2 separate regions of the Triticum aestivum genome follow, and region 1 is linked to region 2. A link is a contact called in public Hi-C data. All regions are on one chromosome and are shown on one strand. Each heading gives the region's core, a stretch centred on a gene start, on an enhancer-like site or on the middle of the called end of the contact. The rest is flanking DNA. Distances are from core to core; before and after follow the strand shown.

What was found. Hi-C and Micro-C count contacts between places; a contact is called where the count stands out from the background.
Region 1: a Hi-C map of leaf shows a contact between it and region 2, with 6 times the contacts expected there. The contact joins the promoter of LOC123102677 here to the enhancer-like site in region 2. A contact is called at or near these places in 1 of 5 Hi-C or Micro-C datasets (leaf) and 1 of 1 datasets of contacts at active chromatin or transcription factors (leaf).

The regions. Positions count from the first base shown.
Region 1 is chr5A:145,617,573-145,624,887 of IWGSC CS RefSeq v2.1, forward strand. It overlaps LOC123102677 (guanylate kinase 1), which reads left to right and starts at 4,580. Exons shown (of 11, transcript XM_044524101.1): 1 at 4,580-4,871; 2 at 5,248-5,295; 3 at 5,444-5,533; 4 at 6,039-6,115; 5 at 6,204-6,330; 6 at 6,826-7,188; 7 at 7,262-7,315. The coding sequence starts at 5,293.
Region 2 is chr5A:145,083,035-145,090,167 of IWGSC CS RefSeq v2.1, forward strand. No RefSeq gene overlaps it. Among protein-coding and RNA genes, the nearest start is that of LOC123102676, 120 kb to the left of the region's middle. Within about 2 kb of position 4,022, at least 3 of the 8 cell types and tissues checked have an H3K27ac peak or open chromatin away from gene starts, as enhancers often do. A contact at or near this core is called in leaf, where this site is marked.

The sequences.
Region 1 (7,315 bases), core at 3,330-5,829, 540 kb after region 2:
TGATATAAGGAAATATAAATAACAACTTTATTATTGCCTCCAGGGCATATTTCCTTCAGCAACGACACCATAAATTCTTCTAGCTACTTCTTGAGATTGCGTTGGTTTTTCCCTTGAAGAGGAAAGGGTGATGCAGCAAAGTAGAGATAAGTATTTCCCTCAGTTTGAGAACCAAGGTATCAATCTAGTAGGAGAAGAACGCACAAATCACCAATACCTGCACAAACAATCAAACACTTGCACCCAATGCGATAAAGGGGTTGTCAATCCCTTCAAGCTCACTTGCAAAGGTAAGATCTGATAGAGATAGATAAATAAAACTAAACAAAAGATAAAATATTTTTGGTTTTTTGTTGTATAGATTTGAAAGTAAAGATTGCAAAATAGTAGATCAGAAATTAATATGATGGAAAATAGACCCAGGGGCCATATGTTTCACTAGAGGCTTCTCTCTTGAAGGCAAATAATACGATGGGTGAACAAATTACTGTCGAACAATTAATAGAAAAGCGCAAAGTTATGACGATATCCAAGGCAATAATTATGTAATATAGGCATCATGTCCGTGTCAAGTAGACCGACTCCTGCCTGCATCTACTACTATTACTCCATACATCGACCGACTCCTGCCTGCATCTAGAGTATTGAGTTCATGAAGAACAGAGTAACACTTTAAGTAAGATGACATGATGTAGAGTAATAAACTCAAGCAATATATATGATGTAAACCCCATCTTTTTATCCTCGATGGCAACAATACAATACGTGCCTCGCTACCCCTACTGTCACTGGGTGAGGACACTACAAGGTTGAACCCAAAGCTAAGCACTTCTCCCATTGCAAGGAAAACCAATCTAGTTGGCCAAACCAAACCGATAGTTCGAATAGAATTGCAAAGATATCAAATCATGCATATAAGAATTCAAAGAAGATTCAAATAATATTCATAGATAATCTGATCATAAATCCACAATTCATCGGATCTCGACAAGCACACCGCAAAAGAAGATTACATCAGATAGATCTCCAAGAACATCGAGGAGAACATGATCTTGAGAATCAAAGAGTGAGAAGAAGCCATCTAGATACTAGCTATGGACCTGTAGGTCCGAGGTAAACTACTCACGCTTCATCATAAGGGCAATAGAGTTGATGTAGATGCCCTCCGTGATCGAATCCCCCTCCGGCAGGATGCCGGAAAAGGCCCCAAGATGGGATCTCATGGGAATAGAAGGCTGAGGCGGTGGAAAAGTGTTTTTGTGGATGCTTCTGGAGGTTCAGGAATATATGTGAATATATAGGAGGAAGAGCTAGGTCAGTGGAGTCATGAGGGGCCCACAAGGTAGGGGGCGCCCTACCCCCTGGGCGCGCCCTCCACCCTTGTGGCCGCCTCATGGCTCTTCTGACTTGATCTCCAAGTCTCTTGGGTGTCTTCTGGTCCACGAAAAATCATCGCGAAGGTTTTATTCCGTTTGGACTCTGTTTGGTATTCCTTTTCCGCGAAGCTAAAAACATGGAAAAAACAGAAACTGCCACTTGGCTCTAGGTTAATAGGTTAGTCCCAAAAATTATATAAAATAACATATTAATGCATATAAAACATCCAAAACAGATAATATATTAACATGGAATAATCAAAAATTATACATACGTTGGAGACGTATGAGGTGGCCGGATCAGATGTCACAGCCGCAGTCCTTGAAGAATTGAGAACCGGCGTCGTCCAGCCATAAAGATGGCAGCTCATATGGGTCTGGAATCATGTTGCATCGGAGCAGCCCCCGAGCCCGCCATCTTGTAGTTGATAGATTGACTCCGTCTCGCCGATGGAGGACTAATCACTTGAGTAGGGTTTCCGCAAGTTCCACCCCTTGCGTGAAGCCAACGAAGACACGCTTCTGGCCGGCTTGGATCCGGGCAGGTCGCGCGCGCTGGGCCGACTCGACGAGGTTGGTGCAGGTTTCCGACTCAGGTTCAGACCCGCCGATCTTGTCGATGAAGACGTGAATTCCGTCGAAGGGGACCCGACACCCGTATTCGATTGAGTTGGCCTCGGGACCCCAGCCAGCATCGTCGATGTAGAGCTTGTCGCGGTGACTCTTGGTCATCCTGCCAACGGCGTATCCCTCGATCCCTAGGAAATCGCCCTTCAAGAACTCGAAATCACCGTGCGCTGGCCCCACGGTGGGCGCCAACTGTCGTGGTTTTGTCACGACAGATGTCCTAGTGAAAGGACTTAAGCGTGAAGCCATCACAACGATGATTAGCTTGTCGGGGTTGAGCGGGACGAGAGACACGAGTTTACCCAGGTTCGGCCCCTCACGGTGGAGGTAAAAGCCTACTCCTGCTCTTGTTGCTTATTGCTTGAATATCGATTACAAGGGAGCGGATTCGCTTGACCTAGATCTCGATTGATTGTAACCTATCTATTCTATGTTGGGGACTCGCCTTTATATACCGATCGAGGCCACCGGCTTACAAGAGTCCTGGTCGGGTTACGATACGTGACGGAACCTTACTCTAAGTCGCCTTGCTTTACAAGGTAAATTATTACATGGCGGGTTACACTCTTGGGCTGCCTTTTGACCTTGGGTTCTAAGCCAACCCATCTTGTGGGCCGCCCTTCTTATACGGCGCCTTGTTCATCTTGGCCCATCAGAAACCCAGCTCTTTAAGTCGCCAATGATCGTGGGGTTATATCCCCAACACTAGGGAAAAATAGAAGTTGATATGAACGCGACAAAACTTGATAACAAGTTTTTGGCCATGACATAATCATTATCTTAGTGCGAGACATGTCTAATTAGTAAATATACGCGAACACTATACAGAAAAGATGGTGCAAAAAGAATGACGTCTCGTGTTAAACTGGAGTAATTAGAAAGCTAGCAACCGTTTTGCATCTTTCTGGCGATATCACGTTGGTTTAAAAAATGATGCAAAACCAACATGATATCACCATAAAAATGGTTCTCCAATACTTTAGATGGACCTCAAACTTTCCTTTTCCCTTTGCCCCTTACAGAAGAAAACCTACTGAGAACCCTAATAATGTTTCTATTTCTGATGCTAAAACTCAGGAGCGTGAAGAGCATGAACCTAGTCAGGATAATGATAATAACGATGATGATAATGATGCTACACCTAATGATAATAATGAACCTGAAAAGGAGGTAGAGGTAGAACCTGAAGTAGAACTTGATGACCCACCTCCAAGGAATAAAAGATATGATAAAAGAGATTATGTTGCTAGGAAACATGGTAGAGAAATGGAACCATGAGTACAAAAGCCTATGCCTTTTCCTAATAGGACATTGAAATCTAAAGATGAAGACATTTAACCAATTTGTTGAATTACTTAGACCTCTTTGCCTTCATGTTCCTTTGATCAGTGATATTAAAATGCCTCCTTATTACAAGTACATGAAAGATATTGTTACTAAAAAAAGGAAAATACCTGAAGCTCAAACAATGCAAACATGGGGGATATTGTTACTAACAATGCAAACAAACCATGAGCCACAAATAAGAACATGACCGATAAAGGGGGATCAAGTTCGCAATCCATGAGTACAAAAGCCTATGTCTTTTCTGTGCATTTTGTCCTCACTCGTGCGTGCCTGAGAGCAACTTCCCGGTTGGTCATCCATTCTTAAATCGCTCCAAGCCAAACAAGCTTAATTTTAGAGTTCTTTTCGAATGGGCTCCAAAAAAAGAAGAAATTCCTTATTGATATGAGTAGCCTATGATTCCTATTAAGCTAGACTCTCACACCACATGCTGGTTCGTTCAAATCCAAGCAGACTACATTAAATTTCAGGAAGTATCACAACAAGGTAACACAAGTCATTATCCAGCTTACCCACCTGTGAGCAAAGCCCAACTTTCACATCGCTCGCTCCAAGAACACCAAATCCACATGAGCATTGGCCTCGAACAGATCCAACTTATAAGCACAATAACTATTGTGCATAGGGTTTTCGCATGCTGAATATAATGCAAAGATTCAAAAGACAATAAGGATAAGGCGGCAAGGACGGATGCACTCCGAAACACATGGGTTGACCAATGCTAGGGAGAAATAGAAGTAGATATGAATATGACAAAACTTGATAACAATTCAAGCAAGCACTATATATCTTTTGGCCATGACATAATCAACATCTCAGTGCCAAACATATATAATTAGGAAATATATGCGGACATGACACTGCAAAAAGAACGGCGCGGAAAGAACGGCGCTTCTCTAGCGTCATTCGTCAAACTCTAGCCACGGTTTCCCCTCAAAAAAAAAAAAAAAACTCTAGCCACGGTTCTCCAATGCTTGAGATGGACCTCAGACTTTACTTTTCCCTTTGCCCCTTATTGAATCGACCTCAGGTCGGTCTAACGTGCGAAGAAAGGGCAAAAAAGGGTTAGGCTGGCGTAGAAAAGGTCCAAACTATACTAGCCAGGGAAAGAAGCGATGCTCTAGGCCTAGGGGTTCGGGTCAAGACACAAGACCAGATCCACGGAATCCGACCAAAATAATGCAGTTCCATCGATATAAAGGAGAGAGAGAGAGGGGAGAAATGAAAAGCGAAAAGGGGAGGAGAAAAAGTTGTATAAAAACGCCGCAGCCTCGCCGTCGCTTCTTCCCTGCCAAATTCCAATTCCAACCCGAGAGGGCTCCTGCCCCCGTTTGATCCCTCCCCTCCCTCCCCCCTCCTCCCATCCCAGCGCCGCCGCCGCCTCGACCCCCTCCTTCCTCCGCGCTGACCGCCCCGTCGCACCAGCCGCCGCCGCGGCGACATTCATTACCGCGTTCCTTCGTTTCTCGGCCTCCAGCTCGGGGCGGCGCCGGGATCGCGGGATCTCGTCGGGGAAGCCAGGTTTGTGCCCGGCGTATCTGGTTTTCGGTCCTGCACGGCTCGATTTAGGGTTTCCTTGATTGTTCCTGGAATGGTCGCGACGGTGGTTGGTGCCTGGTTCTTAGGAAGACGGCACCCCCTATGGCTGCGTTTTGTTGGATCTAGCCTTGGAATGGTAATGGCGCGTGATTAGTGTAGCTTGGTCGCGTAGCCTGTCGTCCTCGTTGCGGAAAGCTCGATTCCTGAAATGTGTGAGAGCAAATGAAAGGTTCGCTTCTTCTTTTGGCGGTGGATGTTGGGATGAATTCATCCACCTGGGTCTTATTCTCTGAGTAAATCAATCTACTGTTTAAAATATTTTTCCTGATCATTTGTCTATGCTCACTTTTATGAACAGGACGCGCCAGGCTCGTAGCATCTGCTCCCGATCACGGCTTATTTTATGGTGAGTTCATCACTAGCTTTTTGTGCGCTCCTTTTTCTCTGTTCTTTTGATGTTGTAAGTTAGGTAGCATGTCAAGGAAGATTAGGCGGAGATTATATTAGGTATCATGCCTAACAGAGTCCAAATTTTGGTTTGATGTGATAAACAGGGTGAAGAGGCTCCTGAGTTTCGCGTTGACCGCATCACCTTGGGGTCCAAGGATTGCCAACAGAATGCCATAGTTGTTGGCGATAAGACAGTGAGTCCCTTGAATAAGTCAACTCATATACATATGCTTTCAATTTGATTTTAGATATGTTTGACTGCCACTATTTCTTGTTCATAGTTATTGAAGTCACCACCTCTATTATGTTGCTTGCAAATTAACAAGATTTGAGCTTAGAAAGCTGGCAACAGTTTTGCATCTTTGTGGCGAGATCATGTTGGTTTTGGTAGAGATGTTGCAAGAATGTGTTGCGCTAGAATTGGAACAGCAAGCAAGATATGCCATCCTTTTTATTTTGAGATCAAAAGGAGAGCTGAGCTGTTTGTTTCATTAATAATTATAAAGTTACTGTAGGTATAATGTATGGTACCGAATGACCTTCCTGTACTTATCTGGCTCACTGGCTGCACCAACTTACACCTACTGTTTCCCATATCTTCAGTAAAATAATCTTTTCCCATGTAGCTGCAATGTTTATCATACCAAGGAGCACCCTAAAGTATAAAGCTAGATTGTAACAACACTTTTTTTTTTGCAGTATGTAATTGGCAGAACAGATGATGACTCAAAGTCAACCTTTGGCATTAAAATTCTGGACAAACTAACTCAGACTTGGTATAGTACTTCTCATTTTTGTTCTTGCCATTTTTATAATTTTCTTGGTTCTTAGTGGATGGTCATTCAACTATTTCTTTTGTGGCAGGATTGTGCCGACAGTACTTGGAGCACAGCCTCCATCCAAGTCGCACTCAGCAATTCTTGTAAATGAGGAGAAGATATTGGTTGTTGAGAAGGGCATTTCCTTGAATGATTCCATCTGGTTCCTTGAGGTAACATTACCTAGATTGACAAAGAGCTATCCTTCTTGGTCCGTCTAGTGTTCTTACTTTACAAAAATACAGAGGAAGGATTTGTTCACCTTTTTAATGGTGGGCCTGGTGAGCTTCAAGTAAACTTGATAATCTTTGGTTGCCTACACAAACTCAGAGTTACAAACTGAAAAAGTGGTCTTTTTGGTTTGTGCTATCTCACGATGCAGTGTTGTTTGTTTTGTAATGATGTACTTCGTCTTACTGGCAAGCCAGAACTGTATTAGTGGCATGATGGTAACTGGTATCGTGTCTTAGCTCATCTATTGTTCAGTAAATGTAGATCTCTCTTTCTGTGTGTGTGGGGGTGTGGGTGTGTGTGTGTGTGTGTGTGTGTGTGTAGCACAGGGTATAGTAGACACTGTATATTTTTGCGTGACAATATTTCATGATTATTAATTTTCATTTTTACTAATTGACCTGTCTGAGCTCACCCTCTTTTTCTTTACATCTCAGATAGATACCCCCTTTGTTAAACAACAGCGGAAAATCAAGGGTTCAGAAGTTGTTTCCTGGAGCAAGGGAGTACTTGGCGTTGCCCAAAAACCAGTTGTGATTAGTGGGCCATCTGGTGTTGGTAAAGGGACGCTGATAGCAAAATTGATGAAAGAGTACCCATTGAAATTTGGGTTCTCTGTTAGCCACACTACAAGGTCTCCAAGGGTGAAGGAAATAGATGGTGTCCACTACCATTTTGCTGGAAGAAGCAAGATGGAACAAGACATAAGTGAGGGGGAATTCCTTGAATTTGCTCATGTTCATGGAAATCTCTATGGGACGAGTATTGAAGCAGTTGAATCTGTTACTGACGAGGGGAAGGTAAAATCACTTCCACTTCTATACTAGTTTCTGAAAGGTGAGTTATTCATCTTTCCATTGCTTTTCATTGAAGAGGTGCATTCTCGACATTGATGTCCAAGGAGCACGATCTGTGAGGGCTTCTTCT
Region 2 (7,133 bases), core at 2,772-5,271:
CAAGTTGCCTTACATCGATTTAGATGGCATGTGAGGTACATTTGCTCAAATCTTTAGGTGTTGGATCATAAAAAACAACATGCTGGTGTGACAACATCCAAATCATTGCTGAGCACATCATTGACCAAAAGCAATGGAACAAAATTGTTTTTTGTATAATTGCTACCAGCCATATGGTTTCATGTGATGAATATACACTACAATATGTTGCAAACAATTCACTTGAAAATTAAATATGCGGTAACACAATCGAATAGCTCCACTTCATCTTTGAAGTCGCCTGCATTTTTTTCTGTCCAATTTGGTCGGTTTTGTTCATCTTTTTGGCCTCGTTTTTTCTTTTTCTGTCCATTTTGGATGGTTTTTATTCTTTTTAAATTATGTATTCACTTTATTTTTCATGAACTTTTCTTTTACAAATTCACGCACTTTTTCCTAATTTGTGAACTTTGTTTCAAGTTCGTGATTTTTTTCCAAATTCATGAATATATTTGTATTCAAGAATATTTTTCAAATTTGCGAATATTTTTTTACCTTTTCCAAACTCTCACGAATGTTTTTTATTTGCATTGTTTTTCTTCCAAATTTACGATCTTTCTCAAATTATTATTTTTTATTTTTTTCGAACTCTTAAATATGTTTTTGTATTCACGGACATTTTTCATATTCATTATTTAAAGAAATATGAACCTTTTTCATATTCACGAACAATTTTGAAATTCATGTATTTTAAAAAATGTTTGTAATTTTTCAAGTTTGTGAACTTTTTCTAGTTTTGTAAAATTTCTTAAATTCATGATTTTTTTCAAAATTATGATCCTTTCCAAATTCATGTATGTTTTTAAGAAATTTGTGATGTCTTGCAAATATGTGAATATTTTTTTGTATTCATGAAACATTTACAAATTTGTTATTTTTAAATTTTTTGAATCTTTTGCAAATTCACAAACTTTTTCCAAATTCGTGAACTTTCTAAAAATGTGTGAACTTTTTCCAAATTATTGGAACCTTTTTCCAAATTCTTAGACTTTTTAATATGCCTTTTTTGTATTCATGAATATATCTTTCCAATTCACGAACCTTTTTCAAATTCATGAACCTTTTCCAAATTTGCAAGCTTTTTTAATTCATGAAAAAAAAACTCATGAATAGTTTTCCGAATTTGTGCTTTTTGAAATTGCATGATGTTTTTAGAAAGTAGTCAGTCAACAACCTTGGTCAATGGTCATGGGAAAGTTAAGGGCAAACCAACGAACGAGCAATCCAACAACTGACCGAGCGAGTCGATGGAGAGCCAACGCGCTAATGGGTCACATCACCGTGAATTCTGCGCCAGCGCCTTGGAGCTTCCAGGTGTCTCAAGCACTAAGAGGAGGCCTCTCATCCAAACTGGTGTGTGGATATTTAGAGGCCGCATTGTATGACAAAAGTGTCTAGTCCATGTGGTCTAGACTTTTACATGCACTTTAAGGTACCGGAGATGCCCTAAGAGCAAGTCTAATAAGATACACTTAGGACGTGTTCGGTTCCTCCCCAGCTTCATAAAACTCCACAGATTCAACTTTTCCTCCTCGCTTCTAGCTTCAGGTAGCGATTCCAGGAGCGTTCTGGACATCGGCAACTTCTCCCGCAGCTGCAGCCCAGTTGAGAGGGTTGTGGCCTGTTAGGCGTAGGTTGGGCCGGCTGGATGCAACCCATTTAGGATGGGCTAGCTATTCGATCGAGGATCGGAGCTGGGCCGACCTTGCTTCTCTTTTTTACATGCAGGAAGAAGCAACTTCGTGAATTCAGCTTCTTAGGCTAAAACCATTCGGGACAATTTCATCTGTGAAGTTCTCAAAGTGTGAAGCCGGAGGACATTAGAACAGGCCCTTAGTAGACTGTAAATATTAAGTTTTTTGCTGAGTTGGATGACATGAAAGATGAGAGAAAAGAGAAGCGGGTTATAGATTAACATCGAGCTGCAACACAGGCTTCAAAAAATATTTTGAGAATGTGAGGTGGGTTAGATATTAATAAAGTAGTGGTCACGCTGTATCATAATACGAGACATTTGTTGAAACTGTGTAGTGTTAAAAAAGGTTTTATATTATAAGATAGAGGGAATATTTCTTAATAACATACTAACATATTGACTATTAAATTGGCTATGAACAACGTGTCAATTTCATATAACCGGTTTTTCTACAATCATATAACCGGTTGTTGCCTATGTGTTTGACTATCAAAGCTAGGAGACAGGCACCTTGTACAAAGAATCTGACAAAGTAACGGCGCCCAAACGGGCACGCTCTCTGCAATCGGTTGGAACTTGCAGCGTAATACTACGAGTGGCTGAACTGGTCTTGATATTGAGTCAAATTCTCACACCAGATTCTGTCAAAAAAAAAAATCTCACACCACATCAGATTGTAGATGCAAGACGACTCTTCTCACGGACGGGCCTGGTCGTCGATGGATTGATAGAATATGTTCCATTCGACAGTCGCCAGAATACCAACAATAATGTACTAGCACGTATGCACTACAAAGTTTGCTTGTTAGAGCATCTCCAACGGCAGCAACACGCGCGCGAGGTAAACGTAGTCTTTAGCGCGCGCGGGGCGTTTTGCCGTGCTCCAGCGGCGACGGAAAAACCACACGCGCGGGGAACCGCTTGCGCGCGCAAAAAGACGCCAGCTCGCGCGCCATCTTTTGCGCGCCGCTTCCGCCGCGTCTATAAAGTGCGGCGCGCGCCACGCGTCTTTCCACGCCTCCTTTTCTCCTCTTCCTCTCTCTTTCTGCCACGCGCCGCTCCAGCACCCCGCCACCGACGCGCCGCCATGCCGCCATGCCGCCGGGCCGCCGAGGAGCGTCCGGCTACCGCGGCATCCGCCTGCGCCCCAACGGCGGCTACTACGCGGAGATACGCTCCGGCGATCTCCGGCTCGGTCTCGGCACGTACGGGACAGCGCGAGGCCGGCCGCGCGTACGACGCGGCGGCGTGGCGCCTAGGCTGGCCGCGCGGCCAGATGAACTTCCAGGATGTCTACACGCTCCAGCAAGCGCTCGACCGTGCCCCGCCGCCTCGTCTGAACACGGCACAAGACCGTGCGGAGCACGCCGAGCGGCAGCGCCGCCTCCTCGTCGCCCAGGAGGACGAGCGGGTCATGGCGGAGTGGCGCCACCGCCACCCGGAGGACGTCGCCTACGAGCAGTCCTACTGGGCAAGGCGTGGAGGACACGCGAAGGCGCCACGAGGCGCGGTTGGACAGGCGTCGGCGCAAGGCGTTGGCGAACGCGCAGTCCGATCTCGTTGAAGCAGGTGGGCAGTCGTTCTTCACGCCGGATGATGATCGGTGGTTGGACATCTGACTGGATAACTCGGACAACACCGCCGAGGAGGATGACGATAGTGATGATAGCGACTTAGACTAGTTTTTTTATGCAATCTATCTCGTGTTTTATCATTTGTCGTTTTTAATTATTATGCAATCTATGTTTCGGATGTAAAATACCTTTGTATCGTTAAAATCTATGCAATCTATCTATTTTTTAATAGTCTAGAATGAGCGCGCGCTGCTTTTTTGCGCACTGCTGGAGCGGCGCGCGCGCTACATTTTAGCACGGCTGCTGGAGCGGACGCAGCGCGCCACGCCAAACCAGCCGATGCGCGCGCGGCATGTGTGTTTTTTGCGCGCGGCGCGACCGGCGCCTGTTGGAGATGCTCTTAGTAGTACTGATCTGGCAGGTATACGTGTGTGTATTCATGCGGTTCTTCTTACCTAGGAGTCTGTCAAAGAGGGCCATATGCAGATTGGTTGCGATGTCACCGTACGTCCTTCTCAAGGCTACTATTAAAACATGGCTTTCGTTCAGGAATCAGGATCAAATCTGATTAGCTATCTATATAATGATTTTGTCAAAGGTTGGTGGCGCGCCGGTTGTCGGCTTCCACGAGGAGGGGGTTGTCACTGTCGCAGCAGGCCAGAATGAAGGGAGGCAGGTTTCAGGCGGGAAGGGGACTGCAAGTTGCACGCCCACTTGCGCGGAAAGGGCGAGGAACATACCAGACCGGGCCAGTTGACCACTTGTAGCCGCCCCACTGCCGGTGCTTACTGGAGCTCGGATTTATGTGCTTTCCAGTTGTTTATAGGTCATGAGTTCAGTTCACTGTACATGCCTCGAGACGCTTGAGATGGATCAACGGCCGAGTCGTCCTAGGGTTAGGGTTTGCCCGGCTAGAAACTAGAGCGGGCGGTGCTTATAAAATAAGCTAGAGGATATCCCATGGGTTGCTGTGAGAATTGAATGACGTAAACTTTTGATTTATATTTAGAATACATATGATTTATTATACTCCCACCGTTTCTAAATATAAGTCTTTTTAAAGATTCAAATATGAATTACAGACGAAGCAAAATGAGTGAATTTACACTCTAAAATATATTTATATACATCCCTATGTAGTCCATATATTTATATTCATTATTGTATGATGAGGTGGCATGCTTATGTTTAGTTAAATAAGTTTGTGGGAGCGACTCTTAGGACTCCTATATAGGAATTGTTTCGTTTCTTTGGAAGGAAGGTCGAGGCCCGGCCATGATGTCCACAACCATCATCATTCATGGAAGTCATGGCATAAAAACAAAACCGATGCTCCGAAGATGCTACTTCAAAAGCATTATGTATTTTATGTTTTTTGCCATGACTTTCACAAATGTGATTTCATGCTGAAAAATTTAATAAGCACTCAAAACATTCCTTAATGTTTACCACAAAAAAATCAGAAGTTTTTTCAATAATTTTTTATTTTACTATTTATGCAAGAGCATTTGAGCTTGAGCTCAGAGTAGGACTTCAGCTAACAAATGGACTACATAGCATATACAATGACAACCGAATCATTTCAAGATATGAAATTTATGAACTTATGGCTAACTCAACTTTTTCAGTAACCTTCAAGAAGGATAAATGCCTTCGACGCCCATTTCGCCATGTCTGGGCGGAGAAAACTAGTGTGAGCATCCAAGGAGACACGATCCTCGAGATCCGCTAAAATGGTCAGACCCCGGTGCTGCACCATCCCAAAAAGTGTGAGTCTCCTAGTGTTTGGAGCCCGGGATGATTTCGTGCCTCCCAAACATGCTTCCAGGAACCCCCTCGATCATCAACACCAGCCAGTCGCCCCCCTCCCACGGGAGGGATGTACGGTCAACCATCAAGCCTCGGTTGCCCGGATAGGAACTCACATAGTCGTCTAGTGTGACCATCGAAGGGCCTACCCCTCTAAAGCGACCCTTGCCGCCTGGGGTCATCATGACTGACGCGTGATGGCTGGTGATGCCTCATTTATTGGACCTGTCATCTTTTGGGCCCTTTTGGCTTCTGCCACTCTTAAGGACGGTGTGACAGTTCTCGCTCATCCTCAGTGACGATCGGATTTGATGGAATAGTCCGAGGCATGGCATTACATCGCTACAGGACGATGGTGATATGTCTCACATGTGTCTACTTTCAAACACTTTTGCTGTCATTTTGGCCTCTAAGTTGCATGATTTGAATGAAACTAAGCCGGACTGGCACTATTTTCAGCAGAACTACCATGATGTTATTTTGTGCAGGAATAAAAGTGCTTGGAATTGGACGGGAATTTTGGAGAATGATTTTAGAATATTAAGGATTTATGGAACAAATATGGACCACATGGGGGGGGGGGGGCTAGCCCTCTCACGGCAGGTGGCGCGTCCACCCCCTTGGTCGCGCCATGTGAAGGTGTGGGGCTCGTGGCCACCGCCTTACTATGATTCCACTGCCATAAATTCATATATATACATAGCCGCCACCACCTCCTGTATTTCCTTTAGATATCTGATCTGGGGTATGTTTTTGGCTTTGGATGGGGGGATTCATCGTCGTTGTCACCACTAACCCTTCTCCATCAACAATTCATGATGCTCATATCCATGTGTGAATAATTCTTCAGTAGGCACATGGAGTTAGATGTGAATTAAATTAGAATTCTTATGTATTCGATGTGAGTTTTGTTAGGGCTTGATGCCTAGTATCCACTATATTGTGAGATTGATATTGTTATGACTTTGCTATGCTTAATCCTTGTCATTAGGGTCCGAGTGCCATGATTTAGATCTGAATCCTCTATATTTTTATGAATATATTTGTGTTCTTGATGATATCTGCAAGTTGTATGCACCTGTTATCGTTCTGAACCCTAGCTCCAGAAGTGACAATAATTGAGATATCGACGGGGATGACTTTGCCATGAGGATTGCATGTATTCACCATATGTTAATGCTTTGTTCTGGTTTTCTATTAGAATGAGCACCTTAATTACCCTTAATTTCCATTAGGATCCTACCATCATGGGAGGATAGGACAAACATCTTGTGCGATTTCTTATCGCAAGCGCATGCAAGTATTTATGAAATGCATGCCTACATATGATTGACGAATTGGAGGTTGTCGCTCTATGTTATGACTGTTGCATATTGAACCCCGTCCAAACCAAACCTACTATCTACTTCCATGTCTACCTTTTCTATTATTGTTGCTCTCATTACAATTACTATTGTTGCATTCCGCTACTACTCTGCAATACTGGTATTGTTACCACTATTATCATTTTATCACTACTGCTATCAAACTACAGTGTTACTACTAAATTGTTGCAAGCAAGATATCTATACAAGTGTGGTTGAACTAACAACTCAACTTCTAAGGCTTATAAATATTCTTTGGCTCCCCTTGTGTTGAATCAATAAATTTGGGTTGAAATACTTCCCTCGAAGACTGTAGCGATCCCTGATAGCCCACAAGTATAGGGGGTCATTTGTAGCCTTTTTCGATATGTAAGAGTGTCAAACCCAATGAGGAGCTAAAGGTAGAATTAAGATTCTCTTCAAACGAGTTCCTGCTAGTCCTCAAGTAGGTAAATGATAAAATAAAGATATTTTTTGATGTGGAATGCTACCCAGCACAATCTGGAACAAAAAGTATAATCATGGCATGAATATTAGATACAAGTGATTCAAGGCAATATACTATCATTTGACATAAAGACATCAATACTCAGGCATACTCACAAACAATCATGCCCTTCAAAATAAAGAATGCTAGCTCTACAAAATCAT